Regions from separate parts of the Sus scrofa genome. Here region 2 is linked to region 1. A link is a contact called in public HiChIP or PLAC-seq data. All regions are on one chromosome and are shown on one strand. The core of a region is the stretch at or near the end of the contact, and the rest is flanking DNA. Distances in the headings are between cores, read along the strand shown.

Region 1 (4,844 bases), core at 590-3,089:
TCCCTGGATGGGGAAGTCTTAAGGAGAAAGATCCCATATTGTCTAGGATTCTCACAACTCAGGGCTTGTATTGCAATTCCTTCATTCAGGGTAAGGGTGCCCTTAACTGTTCTGTGCCTCAGTTTCTGAATCTGTAAACTAGGCTGGTGGAACCTTGTGTAAAAGGGATAAAAGAGAGTAGGTCCAGGCTAAGCACTTGCCACTTTTGTCCTTTCCTGTCAAGGAAGAAGCCCCACCTGTTGGGATGCTGTTTCCAAGGAGGTGAGACAGGACAAAGCCCAGAGTGGGTCAAGTTTCTTTAAATAAGAATGAAGGGGAGGGATTGGAGTTCACCTTGTAGCACAGCGGAAATGAATCTGACTCATGTCCATGAGGATGAGGGTTTCGATCCCTGGCCCTGCTCAGTGGGTTGGGAATCTGGTGCTGCCGTGAGCTGTGGTGTAGGTCACAGACGTGGCTTGGATCCCGCATTGCTGTGGCTGTGGTGTAGGCTGGTGGCTATAGTTCCTTTTCAACCCCTAGCCTGGGAACTTCCATAGGCTGGGGGTTTGGCCCTAAAAAGCAAAAAAAAAAAAAGAATAGGGGAGGGAGGAAGAAGAGGGCCTCAGAACCATTCCTGGTTGGAGGCCGTGGGAACAGAGACAGATCTGTGGGGCCAAGGAGTGAGACTTGGGGAGATAAGAAATTCCTCCGTTTTGTTGACATACTTGCCCCGTGGTGCTTCCTTGGGAAATTTTTCAGAAAGACTTACTGTGTTAATTTTCATAATTGTCTTGGAATCCTGAGATTCTTTTTTTTTTTTTTTTGTCTTTTGTCTTTTTTAGGGCCACATCCAAGGCACATGGAGGTTCCCAGGCTAGGGGTCCAATTAGAGCTACAGCTGCCAGCCTACACCACAGCCGCAACAACGCCGGATCCAAGCCGGGGTTTTGACCTACACCACAGCTCATGACAACGCCAGATTCTTAACCCTCTGAGCGAGGACAGGGATCGAACCTTCGACCTCATGTTTCCTTGTCAGATATGTTTCCGCTGTGCCAAGACAGGAACTCCAATCCTGAGCTTCTTTTGAATGCTGTCCTAGGACTTGAGGAGACTCAGTGTATCTGGATTATATTTGCAAAATGTCTGACATATTGTAGGGGCTCAACAAATGTTCCCACTTATTCTGGAAGAAGACAGACCTGGGAGCTGGGGAGGTGAGGGCTGGGTATCCTCAAAGAGCAGGCAGGAGTTCCCTGGTGGGCTAGCACATTAAGAATCCGGCGTTGTCAACTCTGCTGTGGGTTTGATCCCAGGCCCAGGAACTTCCGCATGCTGCTGGCACTGCAAACAACAGCAACAACAATAAAAACCAGGCAGCACTGAGATTGCAGGCCCCTGGGCTGGGTTAAACAAGTGTTTGGCCCCCAACCCCTCCTTCTCATGAGAGCTGCACTGACCAATATGGCAGCCATCAACCCCAGGCAGATACTTACATTTAAATTAAAAAAAAAATTTGAAAACTCCGTTCCTAAGTCACACTTAGCCCCACAGGAGGTATTCAATGGCCACACGCAGCTAGTGGCCTCAGTGGACAGCACAGGTTAGAGACCACCTCCATCCACCCGGACTCTCCTATTGGACGGCATGCTCTAGAAAGAAGAGGAAAAAGGCCAGAGAGGTCAGTTGTTTACACGCTGACGGTTCCTAAAATGATCTGAGGCAGCAGCGCACAGCCCGAGGCCATGAGTCCAGTGCCTCTGGCTGGATATGGGAGGGTTGGTGTGTGGGCTGAACTGGGTCACGAGTGGATTCACAGAGAGAAGAGGCCTCGGTGGGTTGAGCTCCGGGGCCCAGATAGGAAGTGGGAGAGAGGGCGGAGGTGGGGCTCGGGCGTCAAAGGACAAGGCCGTGAGCAGTCAGCTCTTGAGCAATGAGACAGCTACGGGAAAGATCTCTGTTCCTCTTAGCAATATACGGTTATCTGACTTGTTTAATCAAGGAGTCCCCTGTGCCCTTCTGTTCTCAGATACAAACTCCAAATTCCAGCTAATCAGATGCAATGAAAAGATATGGCTCACTGGGTGCAAGTTGTGACTTGCAGCGCTGTGGATAGGAGACCGGGCCTGGGTCTGCGCTCACCGCCTGGCTGCTGTGTTTTGAGCAGTGGTCCCAGAGGCGGCTGGGCTGAGAACCAGCCTTCTCAGTGGGTGATATGAGTGGAAGACTTTTGCCAGAGGGAGCCAGGTCCTGAGTGCTTTCCGGCAGTACTTTCAAAGCAAAGATACCCTTTAGGGATGGATTCTTTTGGAGGGCAAATCAGAGTTTTAAAAAAATGCTCTCTCAATTTGACATTTGTGTTAAATTTGTTTCTTGGGATTAAGACAAGCCAAACATATATTAAGGATGATTTTCATTTCAGCTTTGTTGGAAAGTTCAAAGACATCCCGGGGTGGGATGGGGTGCCAAGACAAGCAGCTTCGTGTTGCTTAATTTGAGATAATATATTCCCATACATTTTATTTTTGCTTTTATTTTGAGGTATAACAGACTTAGAACAAAGTGCACTAATCTTTAATGTATAGCTTGGTGAATTTCTACATATGTAAGGGCTGTGTGACTTCTCCCCAGATCAGGATCCTTTCCAGTGCTCTAGAAGTTTCCCTCATGCTCCCTCATGGTCAGTTCCCCTCCCCACAGGTGATTGGTATTCTGATCTCTAAGGCTGTCAGTGAGTTTAGCCTATTCTTGAACTTCATCTAAATGGGATTATACGTTACATGTGCTCTGGGTCTGGCTCTTTTCACTCTTTTTTTTTTTTTTTTTTTAACTTTTTACGACTTCACCTGTGGCATATGGAAGTTCCCAGGATAGGGTCGAAGCAGAGCTGCAGCTGCTGGCCTACACCACAGCCACAGCCACAGCAACACCAGATCTGAGCTTCATCTGTGATCTGAGCCACAGCTTGTGGCAACACTGGATCCTTAACCCACTGAGAAAGGCCAGGGATTAAACCCAAATCCTCACGGACACTGTCAGGTCCTTAACCCGCAGAGCCACAGCGAGAACTCCTCCTTTCACTCTTACATAGCAGCATGTTAGGGGCTGGAAATGATGTCTGAAGTACATGAACATTTTTAGGAAAATTTTATAAATACAGATCCACAATTCTTTGATTGAAAAAATCCACCGGGGCCAGATAGGGTTCAGAATTCAGGATTTTTCATACTTTAGAAAGGTGGCAAGATGAGGTCACTTACACCGTACATGTTATAAAATAGCCCTGGCAGGGGCTGGGGCAGTGCTTAGTAAACATATAAACATTTCTGAGCAAAGTCTATGAATATTCACAACACAAAGTGGTGTAAATAAAAGCTGTAAATAGCCCCACCTCAGTTGAGGTTGGTTTTGCAGCCAAATAAGTTCACATTAGGTCAGGCTTCGCAGTCAAATGCCTTATGATAAAGATGTTTTATCATACAGTTTTCAGAGGTTTGGGGTTTTTGAAACAGAAAAAGGGAGAGTGGACCTGTTAGTTCCTGACAAGGGATCAGCGAGAGGCAAGCCTACTGGGTAGAATTCAGTTTGGGGCTGATAGAAGTTTACAGAAATCAGCCTCACTCAGAGTTCCCGTCGTGGCACAGTGGTTTACGAATCTGACTAAGAAACCATGAGGTTGCAGGTTTGATCCCTGGCCTTGCTCAGTGGGTTAAGGATCCATCGTTGCTGCGAGCTGTGGTGTAGGTTGCAGATGTGGCTTGGACCTGGCATTGCTGTGACTATGGTATAGGCTGGCAGCTGCAGCTCCAGCTCCCATTCAACCCCAAGCCTGGGAACTTCCATACGCTGAGGGTGCGGCCCCAAAAAGAGGGAAAAATTTTAAAAGAAATTAAAAATAAAAAAGATTTTCAAAACAGATCTATACCAATAAGGTTAAGATCCCAGTCGGAAGGTGCTCTGGAGGATCAAAGCCGTGCTGAGTTCCAGCCCCTCAGCTGTGGACCTGGGTGTCTAAGGGATTTAGTTTTTCTCTTTCTCTTTTTTTTAGCCAGGCCTGTGGCATGTGGAAGTTCCCAGGCCAGGGACTGAACCACTGCAGTGACAATGCCAGATCCTTAACCCACTGAGCCACCAGGGAACTCTGGACTCTCTGATAATAAACTCTCAGTGGCTCTTAGGGGAGAGGGCAAGAGGGAGGCCAGCACAAAGAGAGAAGTTAAGGCATGAGGAGGAGGGAGTGGGAAGAGAAGGGAGGGTTGGGATCAGGGTGAGTGGGAAGGGAGCCAAGACCCTACCCTCAGCTCCGCCTCCATACATACACACGGGTGCTGGGTGGGGCTGAGCCCAGGATTTTCTCCCTGGGTCTGGAATTAATGTCTTGGGTTTAGGAGCCTGCATGGAACATTTACGTTGTGCCCAACTGAGGATGCAAAACACCCACACCCACACACAGACACCCCCCGCCTCCCCACACACGAGCAGCCTCATGGTGCAGGCCTCAAACTCTAAATCTTTTGGGCTTTTCCTCACCCTCCCATCCGAAGCCCTGGGTCTCACATCAGATGTCATTTAAGCCCAGTGTAAAGGAAGGACACTTTCTTTGTTGACAACGGCCTGTGGCCAGCAAGGTGACAGGTTGCCCAAAGGCTCGGAGTGGTATCCCAGAGATTTAATTCCTCGCTACCGCTTAGTCCTGTGATGTCGGGCCGGTGCCCTGCCCTCATCTCAGTTTCCTCCTTTGTCAAATGACTTACATCTCTCTACTCCCTACTTCCCAGGGTGCTGTGAGGATTGGAAGAAATATTGTGGAGGGAGACGGCCAGGGCAGGATCGTGCAGGACTGGGCTACGCTTACCATGTGC
Region 2 (4,622 bases), core at 1,399-3,898, 79 kb before region 1:
ACATTTTTAAAAAATCTGTAACTTAAGGGAAAAATAGTTTTCTGGTGAAACAGCAAAAGCTTGCCATAAAGTAAAATGAGAGAGGGAGTTCTTATTATGGCTCAGTGGTAAAGAACCGGACTAGTATCCATGAGGATACAGATTCGATCCACAGTTCACAGAAACCCCAGATCCTTAACCCACTGAGCAAGGCCAGGGATCGAACCCACATCCTCATGGATACTAGTCAGGTTCATTACTGCTGAGCCACAACAGGAACTCCCTCACAATACTTTTGCTTGCATTACATTGGACATAACTTGGTCGTGTGTCCACGGCTAGCTGCAAGGTAATCTGAGGGATTTAGCCTTCATTATTTTTTTTGGCCTTGCCCACGGCCTGTGGAAGGGTGTGGTGACAATGCCAGATCCTTAACCCCCCAATGTCACAAGGGAGCTCCTAGTTTTTATTCTCAAAGAAGGCTATATGACTAGCTAAAAATCAGAGGTTCTGTTACCAAGGAAAAAAAGAATAATAGATGTTGACATAGGCAATGAGTCATCTCTGTCCAAAGTCTTATCTGGTAATAGAATATTTCATATATAATGGTGGAAAATTGGAACCAAAATGAATAACGTACATTCATACTATGGCCATATCAAAATGACTGTTATCCACAGTTCTTGAAATGGAAACATTTTAATAGCACATTGTTAAGTGGGAGAAAAATAGGTTACCAAGAATATGAGCTCTGTTCTGTAAAATTATATATAGATAATGTGTGTGTGTGTGTGTGTATATATGTGGATTCTCTAAAAGCATTTCTCTCTGGAGTGGTAGGATTACATCATATAATTTTGTTTGTTTGTTTGTTTTTTTAGGGCTGCACCCATAGCATATGGAGGTTCCCAAATTAGGGGTCAAATCTGAGCTACAGCTGCCAGCCATAGCCACAGCCACAACGCCAGATCCGAGTCTCACGTGTTACCTACACCACAGCTCAGGGCAATGCCAGATCCTTAACCCACTGAGCAAGGGCAGGGATCAAACCTGTAACTTCATGGTTACTAGTTGGATTTTTTTCCACTGTGCCACAGTGGGAACTCCTGCATCATATAATTTTAATTCACTTTGTACTATTATTTTTACTAAAAAACATGTATCAGATTTCCCTGGTGGTTCAATAGGTTAAGGATCTGGTAGTCACTGCTGTGGTTCTGGCTGCTGCTGTGGTGTGGGTTTGATCCCTGGCCTGGGAAATTCCACATGCCAAGGGTGCAGCCAAAGAAAAAATAAAAGTTAAAAAAATTTTTTTTTTTTTTTTGCTTTTTAGGGCCGAACCCATGACATATGGAGGTTCCTAGGCTAGGGGTCAAATTGCAGCTGCAGCTGCCAGCCTATGCCACAGCCACAGCATCTCAGGATCTGAGCTGTGTCTGTGACCTACACTGCAGCTCATGGCAACGCTGGATCATTAACTCACTGATCGCGGCCAGGGATCGAACCCGAATCCTTATGGATACTAGTCTGGTTCCTTACAGCTGAGCCACAATGGGAACTCCTAATTATGTATCATTTTTATAAGCAAAAAAATTCTTTTCACTTAGAAAATATGTGAGGAGTTCCCACTGTGGTGCAGTGGATTAATGATCTGGCAGGTCTCTGTAGAGGCACCGGTTTTATTCCTGGCCCAGTGCAGTGGGTTAAGGATTTGATGTTGGGAGTTCCCGACGTGGCACAGTGGAAACGAATCTGACTAGGAACCAGGAGGTTGCAGGTTCGATCCCTGGCCTCGCTCAGCGGGTTAAGGGTCCGGCGTTGCCATGAGCTGTGGTGTAGGTCACAGACACGGCTCGGATCTGGCATTGCTGTAGCTGTGGCATGGGCCGGCAGCTGTAGCTCCAGTTAGACCCCTAGCCTGGGAACCTCCATATGCTGCGGGTGCAGCCCTCAAAAGACAGAAAAAAAAAAAAAAAGGATCTGGTGTTGCTGTAGCTGTGGCAGAGGTCTTGGATTCCATCCCCAGCCGGAAGAAAGGATGGGAGGGAGGGAGGGAGGAAGAAAGAAAGAAAAAAGAAAGATGTGGGCATCTGTGTTTCTCAGTAACTTCCTGAGCGGAGTCGAGAGGTGAGCAGCAGCAAGGTGGGATTCCATCATTGTCCTGCAGGTGCACAAGTGATATTCAGTTCCTGGGGTCCTGGAACAGTGGCATCTCGGAGGCTACTGATCTCCAGACCTGAACTTAGGAGAGAGGTCTGCGCTAGTGCTACGGGAATCGGCTTGGCTTGGCGAAGATGGTCGGCGAAGCAGGTGAGGGAGGCGTGGTCCTGCAGAGGCTGTGCCGCGCGTCTTCCCGGGGCCTCCGGAGCCCCGCTCCGCCCTTCTCCAGCTTGCTCAGCGCCTGGAAACGCCGACCTACGTGGACTATCACACCAGACTCCCTGCCTTCTGGCTTTCACTTGGAATCAGCCCCTAGGAGGCCCTGGTAGGAGGTAAGAGAGTGGGAAGACAGAAGCAGGGGCATTTCTTTCTCTGGCTCCCCGCACGCGGGATTAGCCCGGGCTGACTGCTTCTCTGGAATGAAGGTTACAGCCCAGGTCAGGCCGGCTCCTTCTCCTCCAGCCCTCAGGCCTGAGCCAGGAAGTGCGCCCACTGTTGGTAGCCTAGGGGTACAGCACCGCCCCGTGCAGTTTCCCAGCACCTGGGCCACACCTTTGTCAAGGGTTCTTTTTCACACTATCCCGGCACGACCCAATCAGAGTGAGCCATCTGTTTCCTGCCAGAATCCTGGCCAACAGAGAGAGCCTGGGGGTGAGGAAAGGAAAGAACACCCGCATTTAAAGGGCAAGGAGAGGCAGAGGAAAGTGGACCCAAACGGCAGGAGAGTCCAAGGCAAGGCAAACCACGGTTTAGGAAACCAGGGGAGGGGCCAGCAACTTTATGAAGATTGCAAGGAGGTCACCTAAGGATGGGCTCTCAAAGGTGTCTGGGGAAAGTCCACCGGGAGGAGGAGCTGGGAAGAGGAAGAGAGAGAATTGGGTGGGTGGTTATGGGAGGAGGGTTCTGAGTTGGAGAAGAAGATAAGAGATGAAGGGGGCTGGAGAGAAGGGGGTGGAGCAGAGGAGAGAACCCAGGCAAAGGTCAGAAGGAGGCAGACAGGTCACAGAGTCCAGGTGCAGAGGCAAGTAGTAGCTCCAAGAATGAGTGTGTATATACAGCAGCACGACACATACCTACACAATCCAACACCTCTACCCCACACACCACACACAGATACACATATTTGCACACATACACACAGCACACCACACTGCATACACAACACTTGCCAGATCATAGAACTCCCTGGAACCCAGGCAACAGTCAGATCTTTGCTTTGTTGTGACACTTTGCCTATTCACTGACATCACGTTGAGCCCTGAGAAATGCCTGGTTCTGTCTACTCACACGTGAAAAAGGAGTTTTCAGTGTTTGCAGCATGGCACAGTAGGTGATTTGTGGATAAATCTGGAATGGTTCCATGGTCACTAGCTCTCACCCTGGGGTATAGGGCAAGGGCTATCTATACCTGGTTCTATGTGCTGACTTCCTGAGCAGCTTAACCCAAAGGGCCTCTAAGGACTAGCCTCCAGGGAGTTCCCTGGTGGTCTAATGGTTAGGACTTGGTGCTTTCACTGCCATGGCCCAGGTTCAATCCCTAGTCTGAAAACTGAGATCCTGCTTCAAGCCACTGCTTGGGAAAAAAAAAAAGGCCCACCTCACAGACCACAACCCAAATGCCTGTCCATACAATGGAATATTATAGAGTGAAAAAGAACCACATGCTACAGCATACATAAATCTTTAAAACAATGTTGAGTAAAAAGAGCAAGTTCCAGGAGTTCCCATCATGGCTCAGTGGTTAACAAACCCGACTAGTAACTATAAGGTTGTGGGTTGGATTCCTGACCTCGCTTGGTGGGTTAAGGATCTGGCGTTGCCATGAGCTGTGGTGTAGTTTGCAGATGCCGCTCGGATCCCACATTGCTGCGGCTGTGGTGTAGGTCGGTGGCTACAGCTCCGATTCGACCCCTAGCCTGGGAATCTCATATGCCGCGGGTTCAGCCCAAGAAATGGCAAAAAAAGACCAAAAAAAAAGAGAAAGAAATGTAAAAGGGGAGCTCCCAATGTGGTGAAGTGGGTTAAGAATCTGACTGCAGGAGTTCCCGTCGTGGTGCAGTGGTTAACGAATCCGACTAGGAACCAGGGGGTTGCAGGTTCAGTCCCTGCCCTTGCTCAGTGGGTTGACGATCCAGCATTGCCGTGAGCTGTGGTGTAAGTCACAGATGCAGCTTGGATCCTGCATTGCTGTGGCTGCGGTGTAGGCTGGCAGCTACAGCTCCAATTCGACCCCTAGCCTGGGAACCTCCATATGCCGAGGGAGCGGCCCAAGAAATGGCAAAAAGACAAAAAAAAAAAAAAAAAAAAGAATCTGACTGCAGCAACTCAGGTCACTGCAGAGGCACAGGTTCAGTCCCCAGCCTGGTGCAGTGGGTTAAAGGATCTGGTGTTAATGCAGCTGCAGCGTAGGTCACAGCTGCAACTTGGAGTCAATCCCCGGCCTGGGAAATTCCATATGCCTTGGATGTGACATGAGAGAAAGA

Evidence for each region. HiChIP or PLAC-seq counts read pairs in DNA pulled down with a chosen protein or histone mark.
Region 2: a contact with region 1 is called in an H3K27ac HiChIP or PLAC-seq map of alveolar macrophages. The contact joins two enhancer-like sites. A contact is called at or near these places in 7 of 47 Hi-C or Micro-C datasets (blood, embryonic fibroblasts, fetal liver and 2 more) and 1 of 2 datasets of contacts at active chromatin or transcription factors (alveolar macrophages).

Annotation. Positions count from the first base shown.
Region 1 is chr7:32,718,441-32,723,284 of Sscrofa11.1, reverse strand. No RefSeq gene overlaps it. Among named protein-coding and RNA genes, the nearest start is that of PIM1, 67 kb to the left of the region's middle. Within about 2 kb of position 1,839, at least 10 of the 83 cell types and tissues checked have an H3K27ac peak or open chromatin away from gene starts, as enhancers often do. A contact at or near this core is called in alveolar macrophages and fetal liver, where this site is marked.
Region 2 is chr7:32,798,342-32,802,963 of Sscrofa11.1, reverse strand. No RefSeq gene overlaps it. Among named protein-coding and RNA genes, the nearest start is that of PIM1, 12 kb to the right of the region's middle. Within about 2 kb of position 2,648, at least 31 of the 83 cell types and tissues checked have an H3K27ac peak or open chromatin away from gene starts, as enhancers often do. A contact at or near this core is called in alveolar macrophages and fetal liver, where this site is marked.